Linked DNA regions of Mus musculus: all the other regions are linked to region 2. The links are chromatin contacts, called in public Hi-C and promoter capture Hi-C maps. All regions are on one chromosome and are shown on one strand. Each heading gives the region's core, a stretch centred on a gene start, on an enhancer-like site or on the middle of the called end of the contact. The rest is flanking DNA. Distances are from core to core; before and after follow the strand shown. Region 1 has its middle 42 kb from the start of Gm35360. Region 2 holds the start of Atg14 (autophagy related 14). Region 3 holds the start of Wdhd1 (WD repeat and HMG-box DNA binding protein 1).

The links. Hi-C and Micro-C count contacts between places; a contact is called where the count stands out from the background. Capture Hi-C pulls out chosen DNA fragments and counts their contacts.
Region 1: a Hi-C map of embryonic stem cells shows a contact between it and region 2, with 2.6 times the contacts expected there. The contact joins the enhancer-like site here to the promoter of Atg14 in region 2. A contact is called at or near these places in 1 of 39 promoter capture datasets (pre-B cells), 1 of 484 Hi-C or Micro-C datasets (embryonic stem cells) and 1 of 115 datasets of contacts at active chromatin or transcription factors (embryonic stem cells).
Region 3: a promoter capture Hi-C map of adipose tissue shows a contact between it and region 2. The contact joins the promoter of Wdhd1 here to the promoter of Atg14 in region 2. A contact is called at or near these places in 10 of 39 promoter capture datasets (the 3T3-L1 cell line, the C10 cell line, the HPC-7 cell line and 7 more), 2 of 484 Hi-C or Micro-C datasets (embryonic fibroblasts and embryonic stem cells), 10 of 115 datasets of contacts at active chromatin or transcription factors (the 230-238 cell line, the SCID.adh cell line, effector CD8 T cells and 3 more) and 2 of 9 other capture datasets (adipose tissue and liver).

The regions. Positions count from the first base shown.
Region 1 is chr14:47,854,702-47,857,884 of GRCm38.p6, reverse strand. No RefSeq gene overlaps it. Among named protein-coding and RNA genes, the nearest start is that of Gm35360, 42 kb to the right of the region's middle. Within about 2 kb of position 1,329, at least 10 of the 459 cell types and tissues checked have an H3K27ac peak or open chromatin away from gene starts, as enhancers often do. A contact at or near this core is called in embryonic stem cells, where this site is marked.
Region 2 is chr14:47,566,896-47,570,483 of GRCm38.p6, reverse strand. It overlaps Atg14 (autophagy related 14), which reads left to right and starts at 2,050. Exons shown (of 10, transcript NM_172599.4): 1 at 2,050-2,298. The coding sequence starts at 2,078. It also overlaps the pseudogene Gm6616.
Region 3 is chr14:47,275,372-47,278,918 of GRCm38.p6, reverse strand. It overlaps Wdhd1 (WD repeat and HMG-box DNA binding protein 1), which reads left to right and starts at 2,062. Exons shown (of 25, transcript NM_001360532.1): 1 at 2,062-2,398. The coding sequence starts at 2,322. It overlaps Socs4 (suppressor of cytokine signaling 4), which reads right to left and starts at 1,999. Exons shown (of 2, transcript NM_080843.3): 1 at 1,698-1,999.

The DNA.
Region 1 (3,183 bases), core at 80-2,579, 290 kb before region 2:
ACAAACCTCAGGGTGTTCTTTAGCGAAGGCCTAGAAGGAACGCAAGTCCTTCAAACGTCTTACAGTCCTTCTTCCGAAGGCCCATCAACTCCTTTAATCCCTTCTATCTATATTGTTGAGCTCCTACAAAAACCAAACTTGACCTGAAATTTAAAGTACTTAAGTCTTTTAATTAAAAAAGTTTTGACAAGTGCATTTTTTTACAACTAATGTCTGTTTTTGTAACAGATAGCTACTGTGTCAACATCTAAGGGCTGTGCTTTGCACTGGGTTAAACACAGTTCAAATTAGAAAGACTATGCCACTGTGTTTGTCTAGAAAGGGTAGGCATGTGAAGGAGTGAAATGCCCTAAATTAACCTTGAAGCCCCACCTGACCCCCGCAGACCAGATAACTTCCTGGAATGCTGGGAGTTGTGGTTCTTGGGAAATAACAATACCTCATGGGAAAGTAAGATGGCCTATAGGCTTGTCTTTATTAACACCTCCTACCCCCACCCCCAAAACACAACACGTGTCTCAGAGCCACTCAGCAGGGAAATTCCGGGGAGTGGTCCTGATCAAAGTCCATCTCTTGGTCAGTATTTAATATTTAATAAAGCGTCTTTCAAATTTGGTCCCAAATGGGGGAGGTGGTTTTGCTCCAGTGCATAGCTCAGACCTTCCCTCCGAAGGGTCACATTTGTGATAAATTGACAGTATTTTGACCAGAGAAAAGTATGTTAATATCCATATGTTCGTGGAGCTCTTCAAACTTTAGATGTAAAGGGATGGGATTGAGACATCTTCTTCAGGGAAGAGGAGGGGGAGTCTGTGGGTGTAGAGAAAGAAACGAGCACAGGACTTAGGGCAAAGTTCCTCTGGGTTCTGCGGGGTGTTTAATTTTCAGTCTCTTCCCCTCCAGCTTTAAGCCTCCCTGGCTACTGGGATTTCAGTAAGAAGATTAAGGACAGTTAACGTTCCTCTTTGGCAAGTTTTGTCTTTGGGTAGACAAGGGAACTTTAGAGACACTCCCTTCCTGAGCTACTGGAGAAAAAGAGCAAAGTAGGTGGGGGAGGGGACCCCCCCCCCAGGCGGCTCTCTCCGAGTACTAGAGAGTGCTAGTTTCTGAATCCCGACAACGCAGAACAACCTAGTCTCTAAGCCCCAATGGAAAGACTGTACCATGGAGGAGGCATCATGGATCAGAAAGGTCTTTAAAAAGAAAAGAAACCTCATAGACTGTTTGTAATCGGTCAAATGAACATTCTCATCTAACCATGCGCAGCACCTCTTGTTTACAACTGGCACTCTACCCCACCCTGCCTCTCCGTCTAGCCCACAGTTGGAACGCAGTTGCATTGTAAATCTGACAGGCTCACATTTACACCACATTCTCTCCCATCCGGCCATGAGACTCAGGTGACCAGGAAGCATCAGCTGGAACAAGGACAACTCAGGAGTGCAGGGGGTGGGGGTGGGAGAAGCATGCCATGGGCTAATCCTTGACCACAGCAGAAATAAGCCAGCACATAAATGTCTTCTGCTCCCTGCGTACTTCCAAGTGAGCAGCTTTGAGAGAAACTTCAAACAGTGCTGTGGGGTGATGGGCCCAGTCCCCCAGCAGCGGCCACCAGAGCTCTGTGACTGTGATTAAGCTGTTGAAGATCTCTAGGATTCTACCTCCACTTTAAAAAGAAAAAAAGGGGGATACTTCCAAGAGTGGTAGCAAACACATATTTATATTCCAGCACTTGGGACATAGAGCAGATACAGGGTTCTAGGCCTTCCTTGGCTGAATAGTGAATTTGAAACAAGTGTGGGTTGTATGAGAGACCCAGTCTCAAACAACAACAGCACACATACACACACACACACACACACACACACACACACACACACACACACACCACTTACCTTGAAGGCCTACATTAAGCCACCTGCCTGACGTTGACACAGGGCTCCTATTGGGAATATCAGCTGGGACCCTTTCTAACCCTTTTGCCAACAATCAGAGATGAATCCTTCCATCCTTTGATTCCTGTTGGACCCCCGACCAGTTTATCCTTTCTTTACAGTTGCTTTGAATTCTGAAAAATGATGTGATCATTGCAGTGCGCCTTTTGTTAGGTCTCAAATTTGGGCTAACTGAGGTGCCTATTTAACATATCAAAGTGGACCCTGATCACCAGGTTCTCCCAGCATTCCTCAGTCCCTACCTGTTACAAGGTATGGCTGGCAAACCCAGTCCACTGAGTAAGGTGCCCTTCACACCTGCAAACCAAGAATTAAGCTGTCCTTCCCTATATAATCCAGCCATTTTGGTTACCCCGCCTTTTGTCTACCCTTCACTCTCCTGCCTCTGCCCTCTCCCTTTCCCTCACAGAGCTTGGCTCAAGCTCTTGTTCTCTGTGGATTCTCCAGGGGTAGCCTCTGGCTATGCTCTCACTCCCTTTTATATATATACAATAAACTACCTCCTCCTCCATACTTAGGTGTGGTCATGCTCTTCCTTTATTTTATTTTTCATTCACTTTTCTTGTCTAAATGATTTTTGGCTCTATCTTCCCTCAAAGCTCTCCTCTTTTTGCCTCTGCATAAGCATGGTGAGTGGAATTTCCCTACAGTTTTCAGTCTCCTAAGGTCCAGAGGCAGAGTGTACTGGCTAGTTTTGTATCAACTTGACACAGCTGGAGTTATCACAGAGAAAGGAGCTTCAGTTGAGGAAATGGCTCCATGAGATACAACTGTAAGGCATTTTCTCAATTAGTGATCAAGGGGGAAAGGCCCCTTGTGGGTGGGACCATCTTTGGACTGGTAGTCTTGGTTCTATAAGAGAGCAGGCTGAGCAAGCCAGGGGAGGCACACCAGTAAAGAACATCCCTCCATGGCTTCTGCATCAGCTCCTGTTTTCTGACCTGCTTGAGTTCCAGTCCTGACTTCCTTAGGTGATGAACAGCAGTATGGAAGTGTAAGCTAAATAAACCCTTTCCTCCCCAACTTGCTTCTTGGTCGTGATGTTTGTGCAGGAATTGAAACCCTGACTAAGACAAATTGGTACCAGGAGTGGGGTTTTCCTGTGACAACCTGAGCATGTTTGGGGGAGGACTGTGGAAGGACTTTGGAACTTTGGGCTTGAAGACCCATTCGATCCCTGTCAGATGTTGTGTAGGAGCTTGGAAGAGAATGTTGAGAACAGTGCAGA
Region 2 (3,588 bases), core at 801-3,300:
TATTCACACACTAAAAGGTTATTGTTTTTGTTTGGGTTTTGCCTTGTTTTAAAAACATGGTCTAGCCAATTTTAAACTTTCAAAAACTGTTCAAGTTTAGGGGAAACTATTTGGAAAATGATACAGGGAGTTTGATTTTTTTGTTTTTTTGTTTTTTGTTGTTGTTGTTTGTTTTTCAAGACAGGGTTTCTCTGTGTAGCCCTGGCTTGATTTTTTTTATTTTTCTTTTTTTGATTACTCTTCTAATCCCAATTGTATTTAAACAGACCCTGGAGAAGGGGCAAAGTTAGCCAGGTTGTAGTCACCAACTTTTGATTATAGGCAACTGGCTCCTATAACCCAGGCTCTAGGCCCTACATGGCTACTGACCCTGTCCTTTCTAAGGCAGACTTCAGTCTCAAGGTGGAGTGTGAGGAAAACATCAGTTGGTACCCAGCAGGCAGCTCTGAGTGCTGGCAGTGTGACTTGGGAGAAAGAGTTCAGACCTTATCAGTGGACACCCTGATGAAGCCATTCTTGAGAATCATTGGTCCAACTGGACCTCCGGCTTTACTTCTGTTCCCTTCTATGGTTTAGAGGCATATCAAAAAAAATTTTTTTTCTGATATAAACCTCCTCTTTCTGAAGAATCTTTTTTTTTTGAAAAAAAAAAAAAAAACCACCCAAATCTTTATTGTATAGAATATATATAAAATCCTCCAAGATGCTACTCTCTCATTTCCCCATCTTCCTCTTCTTCTTCAATGCCTCTGATGTAGAGGACATTATTACACCTTTTTAGAACTTCACCTAGATGTTCAGACAGCTCCCCATCTATGTACTCTTCTGTATTTGCAAGCTGCATGTTCATGTAGCCATCCATGGAGACCAGGTACTCCATGCCCCACTTAAGTTTCACCATCACTGGCTTTCCTGTCAGTCCATTGAGAGAAGTCTTGGGATTGAGGGGTAAACTCATCGCGACCACTGGCGAGCGCTGCACCCCACTAGCTGTCGACCCCGCCGCTGCCCGCCCCTCGTGACGGTGACCGGAGCGGCTGCTGCTACACGCAAGCGACCCGCGCTAAGAGAAAATCCTTTCTGAAGAATCTTAGGAGGAAATCCTAACTATCGAGTTCAAATTCTCTTAGAACATGACCCAGAGGAGAGGGAAGGACAGAAGCCAATAGAACTCAGTTTTCTGGCTGTGCTTACAGCTAGATTTCTGTGATTACACGCTTGAAATCTGTTAGCTCACGAGGCTGCCACAGGAGGACTGGAACTCGAGGGAAATGGAGGCTACGTAGAAGCACTATCCATTAAAAGCTGATTTCAAAAACATTTATCGCCGGGCGTGCGCCCAGCACTTGGGAGGCAGAGGCAGGCAGATTTCTGAGTTCGAGGTCAGCCTGGTCTACAGAGTGAGTTCCAGGACAGCCAGGGCTATCCTGTCTCAAAAAAAAAAAAAAAAAAGAAAAGAAAAGAAAAAAACCCCACATTTATCTTTGATTTACATCTTCAGTTTGTTTGTTTGTTTGTTTGTTTGTTTTTACTGATGTCGGGAGTGTTAGCCTGCTATGGGAGGTTTTTGCTCAACCCTCTCTGGTTATGGAGGTATAGCAAGTATATCCCCAACCAAGACAAAGTCGGGCAGAGGCGTTAAAAGATTTTCTTCAAATTCCACAGCTTTTAAGAAGGAAGGTGAGTCAAACTTCAGTTAGTTTGAGATCCAACTCTCTCCCAACCTTGCTCCTTGCAGTTTTAGCCCAAAACCTAAAAGTAACCTTAATGAATGAAATGAAATCCCTTGTTCTGTTCCCGCACCTTCACTGAGAATGCTTGGGCACTTATTACTGTATTTTGCATAACGTAGAGGCTTCGTTTGGCGCCACTCCAAGGGTTGAACTGCGCAGCCGCCAAGGAGTGTGGGAAGTAGGACAAGAAGATCCCTGGTTCCTAGATTCTCCGCCTCTGAGCTCCAGCCCCAACCTCTGGACCGCCCCCTTTCCCGCCCCGGCCTTCAGGCCCCGCCTCCGAGCCCAGGATGCACCTGGATAAAAACAAAATCCCACGTGACTGGCCCTGAGCTCAGATCATCATGGCGTCTCCCAGTGGGAAGGGATCTTGGACGCCCGAGGCTCCTGGTTTTGGGCCGCGGGCGCTAGCACGGGACCTGGTGGACTCGGTGGACGACGCCGAGGGCCTTTACGTGGCTGTTGAGCGGTGTCCTCTGTGCAACACCACTCGCCGGCGGTTGACTTGCGCCAAGTGCGTCCAGAGCGGTGATTTCGTCTATTTCGACGGCCGCGACCGGGAGAGGTACGGCGGCCGCCACGGCCCTATTGTTTCTGCTTCTCTGATTCCTCTGGCCCAGCCACCAGAGGCTGGAGGCTGGACACCCTAGGCCGGGCCCAGGAGCCCTGCGAGTGTGGAAAAGAGAATGGAGCTGCTTTGCGCTGGCGCTTTGTTGCCAGTGGCAGGGTGGGGGTGGGTGCTAGGTGAACGTAGGTTGCTGTTCCCCACCACCCACCAGAGTTTCTCTAGGGTCCTCTTGGGTACTTGGGGAAAGGAAATACAGTCCTTCTGGAGAAGTCTGTGTAGAGGAGTCTTAGTTCTCCCATTCAGAAGCGTAGTTTTACCTTTTCCCGTCTTCAGACATAAATACATTTTACAGAAGGAATCCGCAGAGAACTAAATTGGTTAGGAGGGCTTGAACCTTGGTTGTCTGTGTCACAGGTGGATACAGCTCTTTGTGAACGAGGACCAGGACTAGGTTACTTCCTTCTGTAATCCCAAAGTTGATTTTGTCACTGGGGATACTGGACTGTGTTTTTGAGTTGCAAGTCCTTAGTTAAAAGAACTGCGTTTAAGGAAATATTTTGTCTTTCTTTTGAATTAAGATATTAGAAAACTGAATGCTTAGCTGAAGAATCTTTTACTCCTAACGTTTGTTTCAACAATAACGAAATAGGTAACTTTTTAGTATGTTTGTTTGAGACAGTGTCTCACTATGTAGCTCTCTCTGGGTGGCCTGGAACTCACTATATAAATAAGACTTGCCTGGAACTCGGAGAGATCCTTCTGCCTCTGCTTCCTGAGCGCTGGGAAAAGTGTGTGTGCTATTATGTCCAGATAAAACAATTTTTTAGTCCTAAATTTGAAGCATTTATTTTTTTACAACAACCCATGCAAGTTATTGCCAGCCGATTACTTGAGGAGACTTGTACGTAGTAAATGCCTTGTTCCAAGGCCCCAAACAGTTAAAACCCAGACATCCTGGATCCATATACGGGTGCATTTAACTGCAAGGCTATGTAACATGTAAATTTTGGGGGTGTTTTAATCCCCATTATTCCTGTGAATGGGGCTCATTTCTTTTTCTTCTGAAAATACTGGTGTAACAGCATCTTTTTAAGTTCATTGCTGTTTTATGGATCCACATGATGATTTTAGTACGTTATAGCTCTAAAAGTTAAACCAGTTTTGTTTTAAGAAAAACAAGTAGGAGATAGGAATGTCTCATTGTTGAGTCTTATGAAATATTTAGCTTCTACATTTTCCTATTTTTAAGATTTATTTATTTTATGTATATGAGTACACTGTTGCTGT
Region 3 (3,547 bases), core at 813-3,312, 290 kb after region 2:
TACCCACACCAATGAGATATGCACTGGTAATAAATAATTCATTTGGGAAATTTTGGTACCCATATGAGAATTACAAGCACACTGATTTTTTCAAATGTTACGTTATTATATATAAACTGACAATTTTGCAAATGCAGTACTTTAGTTATACAAATTCCATTACTTTATTAGCCTGTACATACTACTTAAAATCTATTGCCCAGAACATGCTCATAAACTTGATGAAGGCAGCAGTCACAGTTTTGGATGCATTTAGCATTTGAAGGTTTTATAGGCTAACCCCACTTTAAGCAAAACTACTATATACCTTAGTGCCTAACTAGTAACATGAGGCCTTAATAGTTTTAGACTTCCACGAGTATCTTCTATGTACTTCAATAATTTGGTGGAACTAAGTATCACCTCTACTTTAGAGGTGAGAAATCTGACAATCAGGAAAATAAAGACACACACTCACACTCAAGGTCATACAACAGGTTAGAGTTAAAATTAAAAACGAAACTGTTTAATCATCAGGCTTAAGCTTATTCATACCTGGGAAATCAGCAAAGGAAATATTATCTTAACCTGTCAATACTGACTTGGTTGTTAGGGCAGAGAGAGCGGGCAGGTGTGCTGACATCATTCATAGTTCTAAAATCAAATGGTATCACAGGCACTGTCTAAAGTATTTACATCAATAACTCTTGTTCCCACTTGCAAGTTTCTGAATGGTGAGCTCTGAAAAGCATTACTCTGAAATCCCATTACAATATATTCAATATATAGATGAGTATCATCAGCTCAACTTGAACCTCACACTGTACCTACTCATTTTTATTGTCCAGGTACTGGGCAAAAGAATTATAAATTGGCCTGTCTAAAAACAATAATTTCAAAATAAAAGTAAGTTACTCAAAAGTCATTGTCTCAGGTGCCTTTATTCTTGTGGGAAATTAACAATAGGGTTTTGTTTTGTTTTTTAAAAAAGAATCTCAGATTCTACTTGAGCCAACTACTCTTCCTTTTTATTCATATACAAATCTGAGTGTCTTTTTGGAACCCAGGTTCTTAGAAATGCCTTACAAAATGCCACCATAGCAAGAATACCACGGTTTGAGTAATAACTAAGCTTGCAATTTTTTTAATAAGTTATCTAGATCTACCTCTGTAGAGTTTTCCGGTAATAAAAATAAGTCTGACTGAAACTGTACAGTGGGTACCACAAAAACGCCGTCAAAGCCCCAATTATCACCGAAAATCATAATTTTCAACAGACCAATTTATTAATATGGAGAACGTGAAGAAACAAGAAAAGCATAAACTTAACGGGCCAAGACCTGACTTAGTAGAGGATGTGTTATCGACTGCCACGATGAACAGAAACCTGTAACAATACAAATTAGACCTCTCCTTTTAGATCTAAAAGCAGTTTGGTAAACTTTGGTCGGAACTAAATAGAAAACCCAAGTTAACTCTCTTTAGCATTATTTAGCTAGAGTCGCAAGAAACAAGAATCAGTCCATCCTTTATTACCACAGAAATGACAAAGTTGAGGGCACGAAGGGCGTGAAGAATAAAGGCTTGCCAAGGTCTGTCCCTAACCCGGTCCCGAGGAGCTCGATCGGTTCAAGGAGGCGACTACGGTGGCTCGGGAGGAGATCCTGAAAGGGCAGGCGTCAAACCCCAGCCCTCGCCGCCACCCTTCCCCCTCTCACCTCTCCGAGCTCAGCTCAAGCGGAGCTGTCCGAGCGCCTGCCGCCATCACCACCGCCATCACCCGGCGCTCGCTCAAGCGCGGAAGAGAGGCCCGGCCACTCCCGCTCCTCGTGCGGCTCCCGCCAGGCGGAGGCCTGGCTGTCAGCCCCCGCCCCGGCTCCACGGTCAGCCCAGAGTCAGACTTGCCGCTGCCTCCGCCTGCTCTCCAGGGACCGCCGCCACTTCCGGGTTCGGCTCCCACCTTTTCTTTCAGAGCGGCCCCAGCCACCAGCTCTCGGCTTCGAGGCGGCGCGCTTCTGACGCCACCACCCGGCGACCTCGGGCCGGACCTGGGCTGGGCGGCGGCGGGCCGCGCATGCGCACAGGGCGAGCGCGCCAGAGCGCGGGAAGCGGCTCCGTGCTTCCATCAGAGCAGACGCTGGTGCACACCGCTTGCTCCTCGCCCCCGCTGCCCGTGCTTGCAGAGGGGAAAGCTTGTCATCTCCCGGGCGTGTGTGACATACCTTCCGCTGCATCGTGCTGTGGCTCCTCGGGTGAGGGAAACAGGACTGCACGGCGCGGAGAGGACGATCGCCCTACTGAAAAAAATACCAGTTCTTACAAAACGGCTCAGGTAGGGAAAGATGCCGGCCACACAGAAGCCCATGAGGTACGGACATACGGAAGGGCACACCGAAGTCTGCTTTGATGATTCTGGAAGGTAAGCGTCTTTGGAAACAAAGGACGGGTCCAGCGTGAATGTTAGCCGTCATTCTCGGTATGGACAGCCGGTCGAAGATGACCGATGCGGAGGGACAGAGGAAGGAATAAACAAGGAGCGCCTCTGCCCTGAGGCTTGTTTGCTTTGAACTGTCGTGGCACTTCTAGGACCTCACGAAAATTAAAATCCTTTACCCAGAGGAGTGCCTTCCCGCCACTCACGTCCTCATTCGGTGTCATGTTTATTTTATGAGACAGTTAAGCATCAGCAGTTGCTGTAAATTGCAATGACTGTCGTGCCCAGGAGATGGAATTTTGCAGCTTCCTCTTTCACAGTGTCCCCTGTGTACTAGAGGACATAATGTAAATGTCTAGTTTAGGGCTCAATACTGAGAAGTCGCTTCTTGTCAGCACCTTGTGCGGTCATGAGGCTCTACAATCACCACCATTTACTGGAAATAGAGGCTTCTCTAATTCTTTCTTTCTTTCTTTTTTTTTTTTTTGGTTTTTCGAGACAGAGTTTCTCTGTATAGCTCTGGCTGTCCTGGAACTCACTCTGTAGACCAGGCTGGCCTCGAACTCAGAAATTCGCCTGCCTCTGCCTCCCAAGTGCTGGGATTAAAGGCGTGCTCCAGGCCGGCTGAGGCTTCCCTAATAAAGGCTGAGGGTAGCATTTGAAATGTACATAAATATTTAGACAGCAGTTTGAGGTTATGCAATTTAGCTATGCAGTAGTGTACCCCCTAGGGCCTGAGACCTCCCCTTGCTATGGGCTTTTGAAAGGGTTTACCTACCAAGAATGGGTTCCCCTTTGTGGAATAGACCTTAAATCCAAAAAGCACTTGGTTACCCCTATAGCAGCCATGTCACGCATGCCCACTCAAGTGGACCATTCTTGCCTAGAAGCTGGTGTCCTAGTGAGGGCCTCCTAAAGCACAGGCTGGTCTCCAACTTAACGTGTAGCTGAGGCTGCCTCTGCCTGGCAAGCACGGAGATTACAGGCAGGGCTACTACACTGATGAACACTTTCCTATGACCCCCTTTGGGTTTTCCAATTTGGGAGTTAATCTTTTTTTTCTTCTAAACATTTATTTTATTCATATTCCTTCCTTCCCTCTCTCCTTCCCTTCCTTTTCTTTCCTTCCTTTTT